2 separate regions of the Mus musculus genome follow, and region 2 is linked to region 1. The links are chromatin contacts, called in public HiChIP or PLAC-seq maps. All regions are on one chromosome and are shown on one strand. The core of a region is the stretch at or near the end of the contact, and the rest is flanking DNA. Distances in the headings are between cores, read along the strand shown. Region 1 overlaps Gm31987 (a long non-coding RNA gene). Region 2 has its middle 33 kb from the start of Gm32334.

Region 1 (4,024 bases), core at 119-2,618:
CTAGCAGCACACGGCCGTCTGTTACTCCAGTCGGCAGCCCCAGGGTATCCGACACCCTGTTCTAGCCTTTGGATCATGCAGGGCACAGACATACATGCAAGGAAAAACACACCCAGGCACATAAACTAGAACGAAAGGGGAAAAGCAGAATCCAGGTTCTTAGGTGTTACTACCAGCAAGCAGGGCTCTGGGTGAACTTAGTTTCCTAATGCCCTCATCTGTAAAATGTGAGGGCAACCTCATCTTTAGCTTTCGGTTATATCAGATGAAATACATAAAGGCTTGAACCCTGTTGCTGGCACAGCAAGCAGCTCATGGCAGCTCTCCTTGAAATGATTGAGGAGGTGGTGAGGATTGGAGCTGGGTCAAAGAAAGGCAGGTGGGGGAGCAAAGAGAGCCTGGATGATAAAGACATACAGAGCATGAAAAGATGGGGTGTGACGAACTCGTTCAGATGGGAAGAGTTGAGGAGAATTTCCTGACGTCAAGAGGTGGTGAGAAAGCACAAGGCCAGGGCGGGGCTGAGTGTAAGATGACATCAGTGTAGATGACATAAGATGGGTGGGTAGCTGAGGTCTCCTGCGGGAAGGAGGCACCATGGAGAAGGAGATCTGGGCTGGGGCACTGGTGTGCAGCCATGAACACGTGGTGAAAGTCAAAGCTTTAAGAACAGACAGTGTCACTCAAGGAAAGTATGTGATCGAGAAGAGACAAAGTTGAGTTTAGAACACAGGAAGTGCTCAAATATGACAGAGGAGAGAAGAAAAAGGAATGTGAGCCCTGGAATGAAATAAGGGGCAGAGAGCATAAGCCAGCAGGGACAATTGTGAAGAAAACACCGGAGAATAGCCAGCAGTTATCTACCAAAAAAAAAAAAAAAAAAAAAAAAAAAGTCTGGGACAGTAAAAGGCTTGAGAATATCGAAAAAAAAATAATAAGATTTTAAAAGTCAAATCTCTCTGGGTGTTTTGGCACACACCTTTAGTTCTACACAGGAGGCAGGGACAGGTGGATCTGGATCTCTGGGAGTTAGAGACTAGCCTGGTTTGCATTGTGATCTCCAGCCGGTGATGACTATATAGAGAGACATAGACCCCATGTGTGTGTGGGGGGGTGAGGTGGGGGGTGGGAATTCAATCGCTTGCTTCCAGGAGACACACAGAAGAGACTCAAGTTCTCTCGGGTTGTTCACACCCTGTCGACATTATCTTTCCTTTCCATATCTAGGGGGCAGCCATAAAGCACAGGCAGTGGTGACCTCAGTTATGTCTTGCCCTGTGATGATCCTACAGTGGTAGGAACAGCATTAGCCACACGGCAAAGCACCAGGCATACTCTTTGTACCCACAGACATTGCTGATGCTCTCAGGAGCCATCTATGAGAAGGCCCTGCTGCTCGTCACTCCTAGCAAACTTCCTGTGATCTGAAGACCCTAGTAGGCTGGCTACTTCCTCCAATCAAGGAAGGCAACTCTCAGCTCCCTAACAGCCAGGAGAACATGTCCTCAAAGTCACCAAAATCATTGGGTGACCAGGCTTTTCCCAAAGCTCAGAAACCTCTCCAGAGCAGCAGCCTCGGGCTGTGGGAGACTGTAACTCTAACAGTGAGCCCTGGGCCAGCAGCGACATCAGGGAACCTAGACATGCAAATGCTCTTGGGATCCATCCTAGACCTAACTCTGGAGACTGGCTCTGTAGCAGTCTTATTAATTAATTAATTTTAAAAATTTGTGATCCTGAGATCGAACCTGGGGCTTGTTAAACATTCTTCTACTGAGCTGTGTCCCCCATCCCTCCAATCTGTTTTTGTTATTTTGAGACTTGCTGCCGGCTGTCCAGGAACTCAATGCATAGATCAGGCTAGTCTTAGACTTGCTGCGAACCTCCTGCCTGACTCGGCAGTGATAGGAATATAGGGCAATAGGCCACCACACCAGCTTTGGGTATGCTTGTTTGTTCTCTTGTTTAATTTTATGTGTTAACATTTTGAGTGGGGGAGGGGTGCGGAAGGGTGTGTATATGGCATGACGTGCCTGTACTGACCAGAGGACAACTGTACGGAGTCAGTTCTCTCTTTCTACTTTTACATAGGTTCTCTGGGGGTCAAACTCAGATTGTCCAGCTTGTGTGGCAAGCAGTTTTACCCACTGAGCCATTTCAGCATCCCTAATCATTTTTAATATTTATTTTAATATATACAATATATACATGCGTGTATACACATATACACACACGCATACACCTGAGTATATGTCTGCATACCCTATGCATGCAGAATCCCATGGAAGTCAGAAGAGGGTGTCAGATCCCCTGGAACTGGAATTACAGATGGTTGTAAACCGCCATTTGGTAACTGGTAAGCTGGTAACTGAACCTGGGTCCCCTGCAAGAGCAGCGTGTACTCGTAACCACTGAGCCACCTCTCTACCCATACCCTGATGTGTTTTCAACAAGCCCTCCAGTGGTCCCGCCCGATGTACCATTGTGCAGGCTTGAGAACTACTGCCCTGTGCAATGGTGGATACCAGCTCCTGTTTTCATTTCTCTCCCTAGAACACAGTGCAGCAGATGTTTTTCAGCGGGTGTGAACTGGCTTGAGTTATGGAAGGCTTTTCCTGTGCATGCCATACACATTCGGACATGTGACAGACTTTGTCTGAGAGTTTGTTCTCTCATTGAGAACTAGCAATTCATACATAGATGAAGTGAGATCAAATGCAGAGACTGCCAAGCAGGGGCCTTCTGATAGGTGTCTGTGCACCTGAGCTACCCAGTCATGACTCGGGAGACTACAGTGAACATGGGAGGGAGGGAGGCAAGGGATATGGTTGGAAGGAGTAGGTGACGTGATGCCACAAGGGATTAATCAGGCAGTCCCGAAGCTGGGATGTTTGGCAGGGTGTTCACCCTGGCTTGCTATGCATTGATTTAGCCAGTGGCATGGAAGAAAATGGAGAGACGACCCTTGTTTAAAAGAAGTTACGAGATGGCTGGGGTATAGCTCAATGCTAGAGCACATGCTTAGCAAGGGCAGACTCTGTCTCTGTCTCCCTCCCTCCCTCCCTCCTTCCCTCCTTCCCTCCCTCCCTCCCTCCCTCCCTCCCAGGTCATTACTGTGTAGCCTTTACTGGCCTAGAACTGCCTTAGATCAGCACTCAGAGGCAGAGGCAGGCAGATCAATATGAGATCAAGGCCAGCAAGTTCCAGAACTAGCCCATAATGATACCAGGCTGTATGTTCAGTCTCCAGTAGCACAAACAAAGAAAAGCAGAGAGTACGGGCCTGTGATCCCAGCTACGTGGGAGCCTGAGGCAGGAGAAGCAAACATTCAAGAACAGCCTGAAGTATAGTGAGTTCAAGGCTAGCTTAAGCAATTTAGAGAGGTCCTGGCTCAAAAAGAAAAACTAGAGTAAAAGAAAACAGACAGCAGCAGCAGCAGCAGCAGCAGCAGCAGCAGCAGCAGAAGAAGAAGAAGAAGAAGAAGAAGAAGAAGAAGAAGAAGAAGAAGAAGAAGGAAGAAGAAGAAGAAGAAGAAGAAGAAGAAGAAGAGGAGGAGGAGGAGGAGGAGGAGGAAGAGGAGGAAGAGGAGGAAGAGGAGGAAGAGGAGAAGGAGGGCGAGGTGGGGAAACAAGAAATAAGTATGTCGAAACTCGCTGGCCACTGAAAGCAGCAGATAGTTGGTGATGTAAGGCTGGAAGCTTTCATAACCTCAGGGTTTGGTTCTGCTTGCCTGTGTGTGCCAGTGTGCAGAAGGGCTTAGGGGAGGGTGCTGAGGACTAGAGCCCCCAGGGAAGACATTTGTGGAGACCACACTGTGTGGTTCCTCCCTCCCTCCCTCCCTCTCTCCCTCCTTCCCTCCCTCCCTCCCTCCCTCCCTCCCTCCCTCCTTCCCTCCTCTCTCTCTCTCTCCTCCATCCTCCCTTTCCTTCTCCCTCCCTGTCCCCTCCTTCATTCCCTCTTTTCCTCCTTTTCTTCCTTCCTCTCTATCCCCTATGTTAGCATCCCTATAAGCCCAGAAGGCACA
Region 2 (3,971 bases), core at 961-3,460, 95 kb before region 1:
CCAACCAACCAAAACACAGGTTCTTACTTGATAATCCGGATTGTGATTTGCTTTTTCTTTCTTTTTACTTCTTTTTAACCATGACCAGCATCGTGACTCTGAAAAGTTTACAGAGCCTTTCCCCACTACCGTGAGACCAAACACACTTTGCCTTAAACTGGGACCCCTCCCTTTTCAGCCAAGAAACCGTGGCTTGCTCAGCACAGCCTGTATGCAACCCTGAGCTGTTGGCCTCCGAGTGACAAAGTGGCTATCTTCAGTTGCAACTGAGGCGCCATCTTGGAGTTAACAGCCTGCAAAAGTTGAGATATTCCTCAACAAACATCGTAAGCTATTGTCTCCCTAATAGGTTCGGTCTAAGCCCACAGGAGGCCCAATGCGCCACCCTTCCCAGTGACCTGCTTGAGGAATCTGGCTCTCAGTCCCCAAACCTTAGGCTCTGGGGCTTTAAAAGTCTTGGTTTCTGACAGGAAGATGCTGTCATCAGGGGGAGTATATTAATGCCAGGAAACTTCACACTGCAGCTGCTGTCTGCTCGATGGGCTAGTCTGCTCAACGTGCCAAGAGGCCAGGATTTAAGGAAAGGAATCACCACTCAGATGAGGTAATTAGCTGCAGTCATCAGTCGGTGGCAGGCTGGTGTCACTGTGGGGGCAACGGAAAATTCTTTGGCACTCAGGGCGCCCACTGAGGCATCTCAGACACTCCCCCTCCTCATTGGAAAGGACAGAAGCCCGATCTAAGGTGGCCATGGTGTCTCATAGCTTAGGGCCGAAAGTCTGTGCCATGCCATCACATGAGATACTTGAAACAGTAGAAATTTTAGTGAGGGAGGAGTGGACTTCGAACAGGTCTTGAAGAAGGAGACAATTACTGATGTGATCTCAAAACTAGATGTAGGAACAGAGACAGAAAGAAGAATGGCTGCTTCATCCCACTAGCTTCCTGGAAGTTTTCGAAGGGCAAAGCCCAGTCCCAGAAGCAGTTGGTTGTGAATGACACCTGGAATGGTCAGCGATTGTAGTGAAGAACTGTGGAAATCACTCAGACCCACACCCAGGGACTAAGACACCCAGGAGGCCGGCCGATGGGCCTCTCCCTGTACTGTTCGGTCAGCTGCAGGGAGCTTCCAGGTATTGAGGAGAGGCCCACGTCCACAGACTGCTCCACGGGAAGATAAAGTCCTAGCCACAGCCTCAATCTGAGATCTTGGGAGCACCTGTTAGGACTTGAATATGAAATGTGTCCCACACACTCACTGTTGAAGGATCGGTCCCCAGACAGTGGTGCTATTTTGGGAGGTTCTGGAAACTGTCAGAGGTGGAGCCTAGCTAGAGGAAGGGAAGGAGGCCCCAAGGACAAGTCGGGGAAGAGGAGAGGCTTATCTTTCCTCCAGACCTATCTGTCTCTCTGCTTCTTGGCTGCCGAGTTGGGATCCGCTCCGCTCCATCAGGCCTGCTTCACCATGAGCAAAATAAATTTCGCTTCTCCACAAATTGTTTTTAAGTTACGTATTCTGACAGAGTAGCACATTATCTTCAATGACCTTATTATCACCAAATTCTGGTGACCTCTTCAGACCTAAACCTCGAACAGTAAATACCAAGTCCACTCTTTTTATTATTGTGTCTCCAAGGCCTCTTCCTTCACACTGAATACAGCAGAAGAGAAGCCCCCAGACGAGAGGAGTGTGTTGGAGGGGTGATGTGATTGGACAGGAACAGATGGGAAGGGGCGGGTCCAGAACAGAAAGGGAGGCTACAGTGGGCCAGGTGAAAGATTACGGGGGATTTTGGCAATGCTAAGAAGTTGGAAATTGGTTCAGTCCCTGTCTGCCTCCCTCCTCCAGAAGGCAAGCTGTCTGAGGACAGGAACCTCGGCTTTTTAGTTATTGCGCTGTAATCTCCAGTTCCCGTAACAGCTCTTGACCTCTAGTAGATACTTTATTTAAAAAGTAACAAACAGCCAGGCGTGGTGGCACATGCCTTTAATTCCAGCACTTGGGAGGCAGAGGCAGGTAGATTTCTGAGTTCGAGGCCAGCCTGGTCTACAAAGTGAGTTCCAGGACAGCCAGGGCTATAGAGAAACCCTGTCTTGAAAAACCAAACAAATTTTTGGGATTTTATCATTTAAGTGTTCACACCACCCCTCCCCCATTGAAGACAGCTACATCCTGCAATACATCAAAACAACCACAGAAATACTGTATGTGCTGTGACCGTTAATCTAACTGTCAATTCAGCAGGATCTAGAGCCACTTAGGGGGCTTGCATCTGGGCTTGTCTGTGAGGAGTTTCTAGACCTGGTTAATTGAGGTTGGAGCCTCAGATGTAGTGGAAGTACACATCAGTCTTTGTGCTGGGGGCCTGGACTGAGTAAGAGGAGAAACCTTGCTAAGCCTCAACTCCATGTCAACTTCTTGGTCATGGATACAATGTGACCAGCATGCTCACACTTCTGGAGCTGTGCCTTCCAAATGCCATGATGGATTGTCTTCTCAACCTGTGAGCCAGATCAGACCCTTCCTTGAGTTGCTTTTGTGGTGTTTGTTCGGTACCATCCTCCAAGTGAATTACCCATCATCTTCGTGAGTCTTCAAAGATCATCCTAGCATTGCTAACATTCCTTCATAGAACAAGGGAAAACCCTGGAACCTTCTTTAGTGTATCCAGCAACTCTCCCCAGCCAACTGTACCCAGTCCTGCCCTAACTGTACAGGCCTTGGGGTCTCAGGGAGGGGCTGAAGTGCATAGGCTGGGGAAGCCTAAGGAAAGGAAATTCATGGGGGTGAGGAGCCATCGTCCATGCTGGGGGCAGACCTTCCAGAGAGGTTAGTATGGAGTCACCCATGCTCTGTAAATGATTCTAATAAACGCATAGATTCCCAGAGTGAATTGTGGATTGTATGCAAAGGGAAGAATGTGAGCAGCCTTTGTTAGATGTTTTTGTCAAAGAAATAAGAAATGTAGCTGATACAGGCTGGAAAAGATACAGTGTAACCAGCCACAGTCGCCCACTGCAGACTCACTCTCCTCTCCAGGTGGCAGGTGGACACCCTGGGAGACAAAGACCTCCGTGGTGTGTGTGTGTGTGTGTGTGTGTGTGTGTGTGTGTGTGTGTGTGTGAGAGAGAGAGAGAGAGAGAGAGAGAGAGAGAGAGAGAGAGAGAGGAAGAGAGATCGATCATCACTTCAGTCCATCTAGCTTGCAACAAGACTCAAAACTGGAAGATGAAGGAAAACTGAGCTTGGAGTGACTGTGGCCTGATTCCAGAGCCCAGGCTGCCGTTAGGTACAGAAATGTAGAGCTCAGGGGCCTGCAGGAATATTTTAATTTCTTTTAGAATGAGAAAGGAATAAGAAGAGTATTGATGAATACATGACAAACCCAGGTTGGGTTCTGCTCATCTGTGTGGCCCCACAGCTATCGACTATCACTTTAGGGATGTTTTATGGTATAGAAAGCCATCCCTGAACAACCACAACTTGGTCCCACCTGGCACAGATCTCCTCTAAGGTGCCAGCTACTACTGTCAAGAGCCAGAGAAACAAGAGGTGGGGGAGTCATCTCACTTAGTTTTCTTTTTCTTTTTTTTATTAGATATTTTTCTTTACTTACATTTCAAATGTCTCACTTAGTTTTCTAAACTTGTGTTATAAGAGGGCAAAACTGGTTTGGTGATTTTGCCAAAGCCACAGAGAGCAAACAGCTACACTGAGATCTGAGCTGAGGATGTCTGAGATCTTCCATGGATTATTAGACCTTCCGAGGCCTAGTCATGCCTCGGGATCACAGGCTGGGTTATGCAGGGACACCTTCCCCAGATCTGCCTCTGCCTGCCACAGGCAGTCCTACCCAGAGCCACCCAGCTCCACCCTGTCCTCTGTAAACCCCCATCTAGCCCGTTCCCAGTACCAAGCCCACGTCCCACCCATCTCCTCCCTTAATCACAAAATCTTGGGGAAACAGGGT

Evidence for each region. HiChIP or PLAC-seq counts read pairs in DNA pulled down with a chosen protein or histone mark.
Region 2: an H3K4me3 HiChIP or PLAC-seq map of the SCID.adh cell line shows a contact between it and region 1, with 15 read pairs. The contact joins two enhancer-like sites. A contact is called at or near these places in 1 of 15 datasets of contacts at CTCF or cohesin (the NIH/3T3 cell line), 3 of 484 Hi-C or Micro-C datasets (B cells, embryonic stem cells and nephron progenitors) and 3 of 115 datasets of contacts at active chromatin or transcription factors (the SCID.adh cell line, double positive thymocytes and stem cell-derived neural progenitor cells).

The regions. Positions count from the first base shown.
Region 1 is chr1:191,422,580-191,426,603 of GRCm38.p6, reverse strand. The region is part of intron 2 of Gm31987 (a long non-coding RNA gene); the gene reads left to right. It overlaps Gm32128 (a long non-coding RNA gene), which reads right to left. Exons shown (of 3, transcript XR_373881.4): 3 at 3,960-4,024. Among named protein-coding and RNA genes, the nearest start is that of Gm32128, 4.0 kb to the right of the region's middle. Within about 2 kb of position 1,368, at least 12 of the 459 cell types and tissues checked have an H3K27ac peak or open chromatin away from gene starts, as enhancers often do. A contact at or near this core is called in the SCID.adh cell line, where this site is marked.
Region 2 is chr1:191,518,175-191,522,145 of GRCm38.p6, reverse strand. No RefSeq gene overlaps it. Among named protein-coding and RNA genes, the nearest start is that of Gm32334, 33 kb to the right of the region's middle. Within about 2 kb of position 2,210, at least 38 of the 459 cell types and tissues checked have an H3K27ac peak or open chromatin away from gene starts, as enhancers often do. A contact at or near this core is called in the SCID.adh cell line, where this site is marked.